2 separate regions of the Mus musculus genome follow, and region 1 is linked to region 2. The links are chromatin contacts, called in public HiChIP or PLAC-seq maps. All regions are on one chromosome and are shown on one strand. Each heading gives the region's core, a stretch centred on a gene start, on an enhancer-like site or on the middle of the called end of the contact. The rest is flanking DNA. Distances are from core to core; before and after follow the strand shown.

Region 1 (4,222 bases), core at 1,365-3,864, 480 kb after region 2:
TAGGTCTAGGTTTTCGGGTGTGTTGGGGTGCCCTGGACTGGGCGAAGTGGGAGTACTGGGTTCTGATGATGGTGAGTGGTCTTGGTTCCTGTTAGTAGGATTCCTACGTTTACCTTTCGCCATCTGGTAATCTCTGGAGTTAGTAGTTATAGTTGACTCTGTTTAGAGATTGTTCTTCTGGTGATTCTGTTACCGTCTCTCAGCAGACCTGGGAGACAGATTCTCTCCTCTGAGTTTCAGTGCTCAGAGCACTCTCTGCTGGCAAGCTCTCTTACAGGGAAGGTGCGCAGATATCTTGTTTTTGGACCTCCTCCTGGTCGAAGAAGAAGGCCCAAAACAGGGCCTCTCTCAGAAGCTGTGTTGCTTTGGCAGTTCCCAGAAGCTGTCAGCTTCTGTGGTGCAGACTCTCACCTGTGCAGACTAAAATCCTAAGTTCCAGGGAGTCCTGGAACCAAGATGGTGACCGCTGCTCCTGAGGCCGAGGCCGTCTCCCGAGCCAGGCGGACACCTGTCCTCTGGTCCGGATGGTGGCCGGTTATCTGCGGCCCGCCCAGGCTGCTGCCTCAGCGGCTCTGTGCTTCTGCCCGTCCCAGAAGCTGTCCGGTTCTCTGGCGCACCCTCTAACCTGTTCAGACTAATTTCCTAAATTCTGCTGAGTCCCGGAACCAAGATGGCGACCGCTGCTGCTGAGGCTGAGGTCGCCTCCCAAGCCAGGCGGACACCTGTCCTCTGGTCCGGATGGTGGCCGGTTGTCTGCCTAAATTAAGGTTTTTATAACTTGTTTCTTTCAGTTACTCTGTCATGGAGCCTCAAAGGAAATATAGTCATTTAGGGTTTTTGTCCTGACCAAGGTCCAAAACAAGAGAGTAATAGAGCCAGGTTCATAAAGTGTGGTCTCCATATAACATCCATGAAACCTAACCTTGTCTACATAGTAAAGGAATAGGAATCCCATCAAGAGCAGTATTCGGGATCCTATTTTCATGCACTCTCATAATATGTACCAGTACTGGGGAGGGTTTTAGTTTGGAGGATTTCAGAACATCTTTTTCTTGGTCTTTCAGCTCTCAAACACAACATTTAGGAAAGAAAGCATGGAGGTTAGATAGGGCTCCCAAGGGGCTCCTGAGGCCCCATTCCCATCCAAGGAGCACTTGGCAGCCCGTGGTTACTACAGCAAGGAGATTCACTTTCCTTTGAGGTGGGGCCACTGACAGGTTGCCTGTGCCTTTGTGAATAATCCCACAGCTGTGCACATGTGGACAGTACTGGTTCCAAAAAAGTCTTGAAGTTGGAAAGGGAGATTAAACTGGGTTTTGCATGGAAGGATTAGGTGGTGGATTTGCTTAAGATATTTTGTATACCTCTGTGAAATTAAAACAAAACATGAGTAATTATATATTTATGGCCCAAGGAAGAAATTGGTCCCATGTTAACAATGCTTAGGAGCTTTAAGTTAAAGCTCAGGAACTCTGCCAACCTTACAGCTGAGGGGCACACAGAATTAATTTTTGTTTATACATCTTAATAAAAATTGTTTTCTGAAAGGATTTGAGAAGCTCATCCACGTAAGTTTATAAATGGATTCTAATACTAAGGGCAAGATTTCCATGAACAATGTTGGACCCCCATCCTCCCAGCCAAACCTTAAACCTGAAGAATAGAGCTGAAAATAGATTTTTTTGGTAGCAAGTACATAAGGTCCTACGACTGGTGGCACATCTTACAGTATAACATTCTGAAACTCTTAGCTAACTGCCTCTCTTTCTGTTACTTGAATTCAAGTCCTCCTCACTTCTTCAATTACTGATAATTATTTTTTTTTCTTACCCTCCATTTTCTTATCTCCGAAGTGGAAATAACAACATGGAATTTTCAGGCTGTCGTGAGATAAATACATTCAGTGTGTCCATCAACAAGTGTACCGCTTACTTGGAGACCCACTCTGACCCTGATTGTTGATATCTGGAGACGGTGCACTCAGCTTACTGGATAGATTTGGAGGAATAACTTATCTATATTTCCCCTCTCTTTACTCAAAACATTTACCATCCTTCATCTTGCTTGTTTCTGCTGGAGAACAGAAAACAGGTCTATCGAAGTATCAAAACATTAATAATCAAATTTCACAATTACTTTGTTGGCCTTGATATACTTTCTGAATTCCAACCCGATAGCTTGCTCTTCAACTTCCTTCCCATTTCTCATGCCTTCGTTTTTTTATGAAGTGGGGCCTCGTTAGTAACCGACTGCTAAGGAGAAAGAACTGGCAAAGCCCCTAGATCTAACATGCCTAAGGGCTATGGAATGCCACAGCTTTTGTTTTTCTTAGCTAGAAGAGATGCAAATATTTAACCATGAATCATCTGAGCCAGGACTTCCTCATGGACACAGTGGCAGGCCTTGCAGAATCTTTCTTTTGTCAATGTCTGGATAATCAGGGGCCTTGGAGGATATTTACTCAACTTCTGATCAGGCTCTGCTCCTCCTTTTCCGTGCAAGTGCCCTCTGGAAAGTCTCAGCTCTCGGATTATTTTCTCTAGGATTCCACTGAGCCTTTCCATATTCGCGATAAGTGGAAAGCTTTCACAATTCCAATCCAACACATTCTTCTGCTGCCTTTTGTTACTCAGTCAACAAACACTGCAGAGCACCTTAGGCATGCCAGACAGGACCACTCTGGAAAAGGTTGGAAAGGACACGTTCCAAATAGAAGAAAGTGAAGTCTGCTATGTGATATAGATGAGTTTAAAGGAAGGATTGTACTAAAGCGGAGGATGGAGTGTGTGGGGGCCATGTGGGGTACAGGTTATTCATTGTACATGAGGGAGAACAGGAAAGAAGATCTATGAGAGATTTGCAGAGGAAATTGTACTTCAGTGTCGATGAACAGAAGTCCCCAGAGGGGCTGTGGAGACTTTATTCCAAGCTGAGGCTTGACACACAGGAAAACACAGCAGGAAGAGTGATTGTGCCAGCAGTGCACCTTTAATCCCAGCAATCTGCAGGCAGAGACAGGTGGATCTCTGACCTTGAGGCCAGACTGGTCTAAAGAGCTAGTTCCAGGACAGTCAGGGCTACACAAAGAAACCTTGTAAAGGTGGGGGAGGGGGGGAGGGGGAGGGGGGGAGGGGGAGGGAGAGAGAGAGAATGAACTTCACAGCTAGAAATCAGTATGCAAGAAGAGAATATATATATTCTATACATGTTGTCATAGACAAGAATTGGATAGTAGGTACTATATCCCAAAGTTCAGCTGTCTAGAGACTGTGGTGTTTGTGACAATGTCCTATTGTATATCTCCTTAGGAAAGGATTTAATGAGTACAGGGGGAAATTAGCTTTAATCAGATAACAATGAATAGATAATTGTTTAATTTTATTAAAGTAGTAAGTTCTTCCCATACTTTCTGCTTATTCCCTTACTCATAGAAATTATAATTAAAACATTAACAATCCTTTGAGGATATGTTTTTTTTTTTCTAAAATTCTACTTTAAGTGTTTTAAAACCTCTCATATTTACTAAAGTTGCCCTAACATGCCCAGCATACTGCCCAAAGCATAACGATTTAAGAGAACTCCTGCAAGCTAAGGAAACAACTGGACGCATGTGGTACATGTGTGCTGTATAAGGAATGCCGTGGGGCAGGTAAAGAATGCTTATGGATTTTGCCATGTGATCTGGATCAACTGTAAAGTGAGAAAAATCAACATGCAGAATATTACATTTAATACAACCACATTTTCAAATGCCAGTGATTTCCATTTTCATGGATATAAAGCATATACGTAGAAGAACACACACAGGTTTTTGAGGATTTCCCAAATAGACAACTCTGAGAACAGGATGATGTGTGACAGCCACGATGAAAAGGACATGATACAGTCCCGCTATGTCTGCGTGGGTGTAAAATGATACAGGCAAGCTATTGCAATTCCATCTTTTAATGATGCCATATTTTAGAGGAATAGGATTTGGGGTCACTTTCTCTGTTTAGGTATATTTAGGGATTCATTTCATTTTTTATAATGATTAATGTATTTATGAAATTAAAAGTATTCTTGGAAGTTGTGCATTCACAGCTCAGTGTGTATCATTCATGGATAAGCAAGAAGGTGGCACAAAGCCACATGGTTTACTCATTCATCGCATCTGTTTTGAGTCTGAAGTTCCTAGGTTTGGAACCCAGTTCTTCTTATTACCCGCGTGACCAAAAGTATG
Region 2 (4,339 bases), core at 664-3,163:
AGTCCTTGGTAGTGGGAAGATAATGTAGACTACTGCAAGTATGCAGCGGAAGGGCTACATAAGTCCATCAGAAACCACAGCACATGGGCCGGAACCAGAGTCAGTATGAGCCTCAAAGGCTCACCCCAGTGATCTGACGCTGTCATGTAGGCCTACTCAGTTAAGGCTTTCCCACCTTCAAAGTAGCATCACAAAATGGGAACCAAGTATGTCTGTCAGGCAGTCCAGATTCAAACTCCACTGTGCATCTGCAAGAACTGAGGCAATTCCTCCCTTGTGATGCTCTCTAGGATGGAAGGTTAGGCAAAAATCAGATGGACCTGAGAAAGGGATGGAAGCTCCTTCCCATCCAGCTGTGTTCAGCCTCTGGGCCTAATATCATCCATGATTCCTAGGATCTGCTTATACATAGGAACCATGGATCCAGCTCAAGGGCAGGTCCTAAGGCCTGACACTATTACTGAGGCTATGGAGAGCTCACAAAAAGGGACTTAGCAGGACTGCCCTCCAAAAGACCCAACGAGCAGCTGAAAGAGTCAGATGCAGATATTTACACTCAACCAATGGACAGAAGTAGCTCACCCCTGTTGGTGAATTAGGGAAGGCTGAAAGAAGCTAAGGAGAAGGGTGATCCTATAGGAGGACCAGCAGTCTCAACTAATCTGGGTCCTCGAGATCTCTCAAACACTGGACCACCAAACGGACAGCATACACCAGCTGATATGAGACCCCCAACACACATACAGTAGAGGACTTCTGGATCTGTGTTCATTCAGAGATGATGCACCTAACCCTCAAGAGACTGGAGGCCCCAGGGAGTTTAGAGGTCAAGTGGGGTGGAGGGGTGGGGGGATGGGGCATCCAGGTGGACACAGGGGTGGGGAAGAGGTGTGGGATGTGGAGCAGTCAGAGGGTGGATTGGGGCAGGGGGCGAGGAATGGAATATGGAGTGTAAAAAAAATAATTTTAAAAATAAAAATAAATAAAATTTTTCAGGAAAAAAGGATCACACTGATCACTGTCTTGCTGACTCTGTGACATCTTAGACACTCCATAGAGAGCCACTGAGGACCCAGCTTGTTCTTGGCAGCCACTGTTGATGGAGAACTGCCTTCCTTCTCCTGTGCCTAGCATCTTCCTCATTCCTTTTCCTATTTTTGCTCTAGGTTTTCAATTTAATGACACCGTTCATTACTCTGTCACTATCTGGATAGTGGGGTTGGTTGGTTGGTTGGTGTTTCTTTTATTTAAATCAACAATGTTCCTTTGAGCTTGGCAAATGTCAAGGAAGATAGATTCCATTTTTACAGGCCTATTTTCTAAGCTACTGTCCTTCATGGAGCTAGATAAGGCAGACTAGTTGTGTCGAAGACAGGAAGTCAGCATGGCCCCCCTATCTTAAGATTGCATTTTCTGAAAGCAAGCTGGCCTCTATCTAATCGCCATAAGACACCCGCACCCCCACCCCCACTCCTGGGCTGCAACCAAACACAAATTGGCTGATCTCTTAATAAAACACTAGTAAGGGTTAGAGAAAGAGGTTGGAGTTTAAGTGAAACCACCTGGAAAACACTTAATTGTTCAGTCACCAATAATCTGAATAGACAGGGAATATTCGAACATGCCATTTGGACTCAAATAGAATTATAAGTCAATATTTAGAAACACATACATTTGGGGGTAAAACTCAGGGCTCAGATTCCAAACTAAGTTGTAACACAAATGCCACAATTTGTTATGGAGTTGGTTGTGGAGAAGGAAAGTGTGGGTACGGGGGTACATTAATAAATACCCACAATTCACCGGGAAGAACATTGTGCCAAGGAGAGTCAGAGGGTAAGACAATGCTAAGACGCTTGGGTGCTGAGATGTTTGGCAGTGGATTTTCCTGTGTTGGTTTTTAAGATGCCTGCTGGCTGAGTCAGAGAAAAGAATGAGGCTAGCAAGTTGGTGGGGTGGGGGATGGGTGTAAGCAGAGGCAAACAGAAGAGAGATCTCAGGATGCAAGCTCTGCTGGATCAGCTCCATGCCAACCAACAGGGTTTGCACAACTCTCATTACCCTGAAGTTGCAGACAAAAGGTTTGCCTTTGTTAAAGTTGGCCTCTCACCCTCGGCATGCCTTCCCTGTGTTTAGCAGAACCCTTGAAGAGGTTGTGTGTCTGTGTGTCTCTGTGCGTGTCTTTGTGTGTCCCTGCAAATTTAGGACCCTTTGTACTAATAGTAGCTAATGGATTATAGTGGTGATATTAAAAGAAGGCCCTGGGTTTATAACTTCTATTTCCCAGCTCCTGTTCTGTGTGTGTTAAAGTGCTAGAACATACCATGAGTTTGGTACCAATTGCATCCCCATTTTTTTTTTCAGTTGAAGAAACCTGAGCCTAAGAGTTAAATGACTTGTTCAACATCACATCTATGATTCACAATGGAGTGAAAACTAAAAATGCTTGGACTGTCTAATCCAATGGTTCCCCACCTGTAAGTTGTCATCCTTTTGGGGGTCAGATGACCATTTCACGGGGGTTGTATACTAGATATCCTGCATATCAGATATTTACATTATGATTCATAACAGTAGCAAAAACACAGTTATGAAGTAGCAGTGCAAATAATTTTATGGTTAGGGGTCACCACGACATGAGGAACTGCAATAAAGGATCACAGCATTAGGGAAATTGAGAGCCATTGGTCTAATAATCTTTACCTTCCCAAGGTTCAGTCTATTTACAGCCATGGAGAAGCAGGATGCACATCAAAGTGACATCCAGGGCTCTGCTTTAAAATCCTGACCCCACCCATCCTAATCCTGCCATTGCTCTCTAGGATCAAATGGAGCCACCAGGATGGGAGAAACCAGGACCCAGAAAAAATTCCCAGGAGGACACTGAAAGTTCTCAGGAATTGGATGGGGGTCACTAGGGCCAAGAAGAACTGTAACACCCCCCCCACCATAGCACAGTGTTTCTGTGGCGATTATACACTTAATATAATGAGAATATACAGTATGAAACTAAGTTTGAAAATGGAGCAGAATGTTTAGAATTCTGCCAATCCTGAAACCAAGGAGGGTGGTTGCTGTATGAAATTATCTGCCTTGTGTACCTGTGCATGCACACGTATGTGCGTGTTGACGGTGGCAAGTGGGATCTGTTTAAGCCACGGACATATCAGATACCGAAGTTGCTTTTTCAGTATCCTACTGTCTGATAGCAAAGAGCTGCAGAAAGAGACACTGTCTCTATGCAGTAGTATGATAGGTCATAAAGAATCCCCAGCTGCCAGAGTCACAAACAACACTCCCTGAGACCTAGTTATACATGGAGGTTTTGTGTCATTCTATTGCTCTCCACTGACTACATGCACCAGTCCTTTATCCTGGCAGGGTCTCATGGGCATAGGGAGGAAAGACCATAGGCCTGCCCCAAAGCCATGCCACTATCTCCAGCTTTCAGGAACCTTAAAAGAGCTCTTTAAACAATTAGAAGAGAACAGTGTTGTCTTAGTTGATCTTACTATTGCTGAAACAAAACACCAAAAACCAAGTTGGGAAGGAAAGGATTTAGTTGGCTTATTCTTCCACCTTGTAGTCAATCCGTCACTGAAGAAAGCTAGGACATGAACTCAAGCAGGGCAGGAACCTGGAGGCAAGAGCTGATGTAGAGGCCATGAAGGGATGCTGCTTACTGGCTTGCTCCCCATGGCTTGCTCACCCTGCTTTCTTATAGAACAGGACCACCAGGCCAGGAATGGCACCACCATCCCTCAATGGACTGGGCCTTATCAATCACTAATTTTTTTTTTTTAATGCTTTACAAGCTTGCCTTCAACCCAGATCTTAGGGAGGCATTTTCTTAATTGAGATTCCCTCCTTTCAGATGAATTTAGCTTGTATCATGTGAAGCTACAATTATCCAGCACAAATATCTTGAATGACCTTGTACCCTACCTCCTGACATCCTCAGCAAACTGCTTTTCTTACAGGTTTGACTTCCAATAATATAAGACAGTCTTTGTTAAAAGCCCTTTGACACTGAGAGGAGCTAGAGGGAAGCCTGCCAGAGCGTGTCCTTTTTCTGAGACAGAACAGGAAGCTGCTAAAACAGACTCGTATGAAGCATTGTGGTGACATTTGTCTCCATGTTTCCTCACATATTGTGACTGTGTTACACCTGGAAGGGGTTTGTTTTAGCTGGCACTTCACAGAGAGTTCGGTACACAAAAGGCACTCCACATTTTTGCTGAAACACAAGAACAAATGGACCCTGAAAGGTAAAGAAATCTTTCAGCTGAAGTGAGATGTATAAAAAGGTTTTTTTTTTAATTCTTTCTCTCATTGATTA

Evidence for each region. HiChIP or PLAC-seq counts read pairs in DNA pulled down with a chosen protein or histone mark.
Region 1: a contact with region 2 is called in a FOXA1 HiChIP or PLAC-seq map of pancreatic cancer cells. The contact joins two enhancer-like sites. A contact is called at or near these places in 1 of 484 Hi-C or Micro-C datasets (embryonic stem cells) and 2 of 115 datasets of contacts at active chromatin or transcription factors (extraembryonic endoderm stem cells and pancreatic cancer cells).

Annotation. Positions count from the first base shown.
Region 1 is chr8:32,197,682-32,201,903 of GRCm38.p6, forward strand. It overlaps a transcript of Nrg1 not described here. Among named protein-coding and RNA genes, the nearest start is that of Gm22140, 14 kb to the left of the region's middle. Within about 2 kb of position 2,615, at least 38 of the 459 cell types and tissues checked have an H3K27ac peak or open chromatin away from gene starts, as enhancers often do. A contact at or near this core is called in pancreatic cancer cells, where this site is marked.
Region 2 is chr8:31,718,813-31,723,151 of GRCm38.p6, forward strand. No RefSeq gene overlaps it. Among named protein-coding and RNA genes, the nearest start is that of Nrg1, 200 kb to the right of the region's middle. Within about 2 kb of position 1,914, at least 55 of the 459 cell types and tissues checked have an H3K27ac peak or open chromatin away from gene starts, as enhancers often do. A contact at or near this core is called in pancreatic cancer cells, where this site is marked.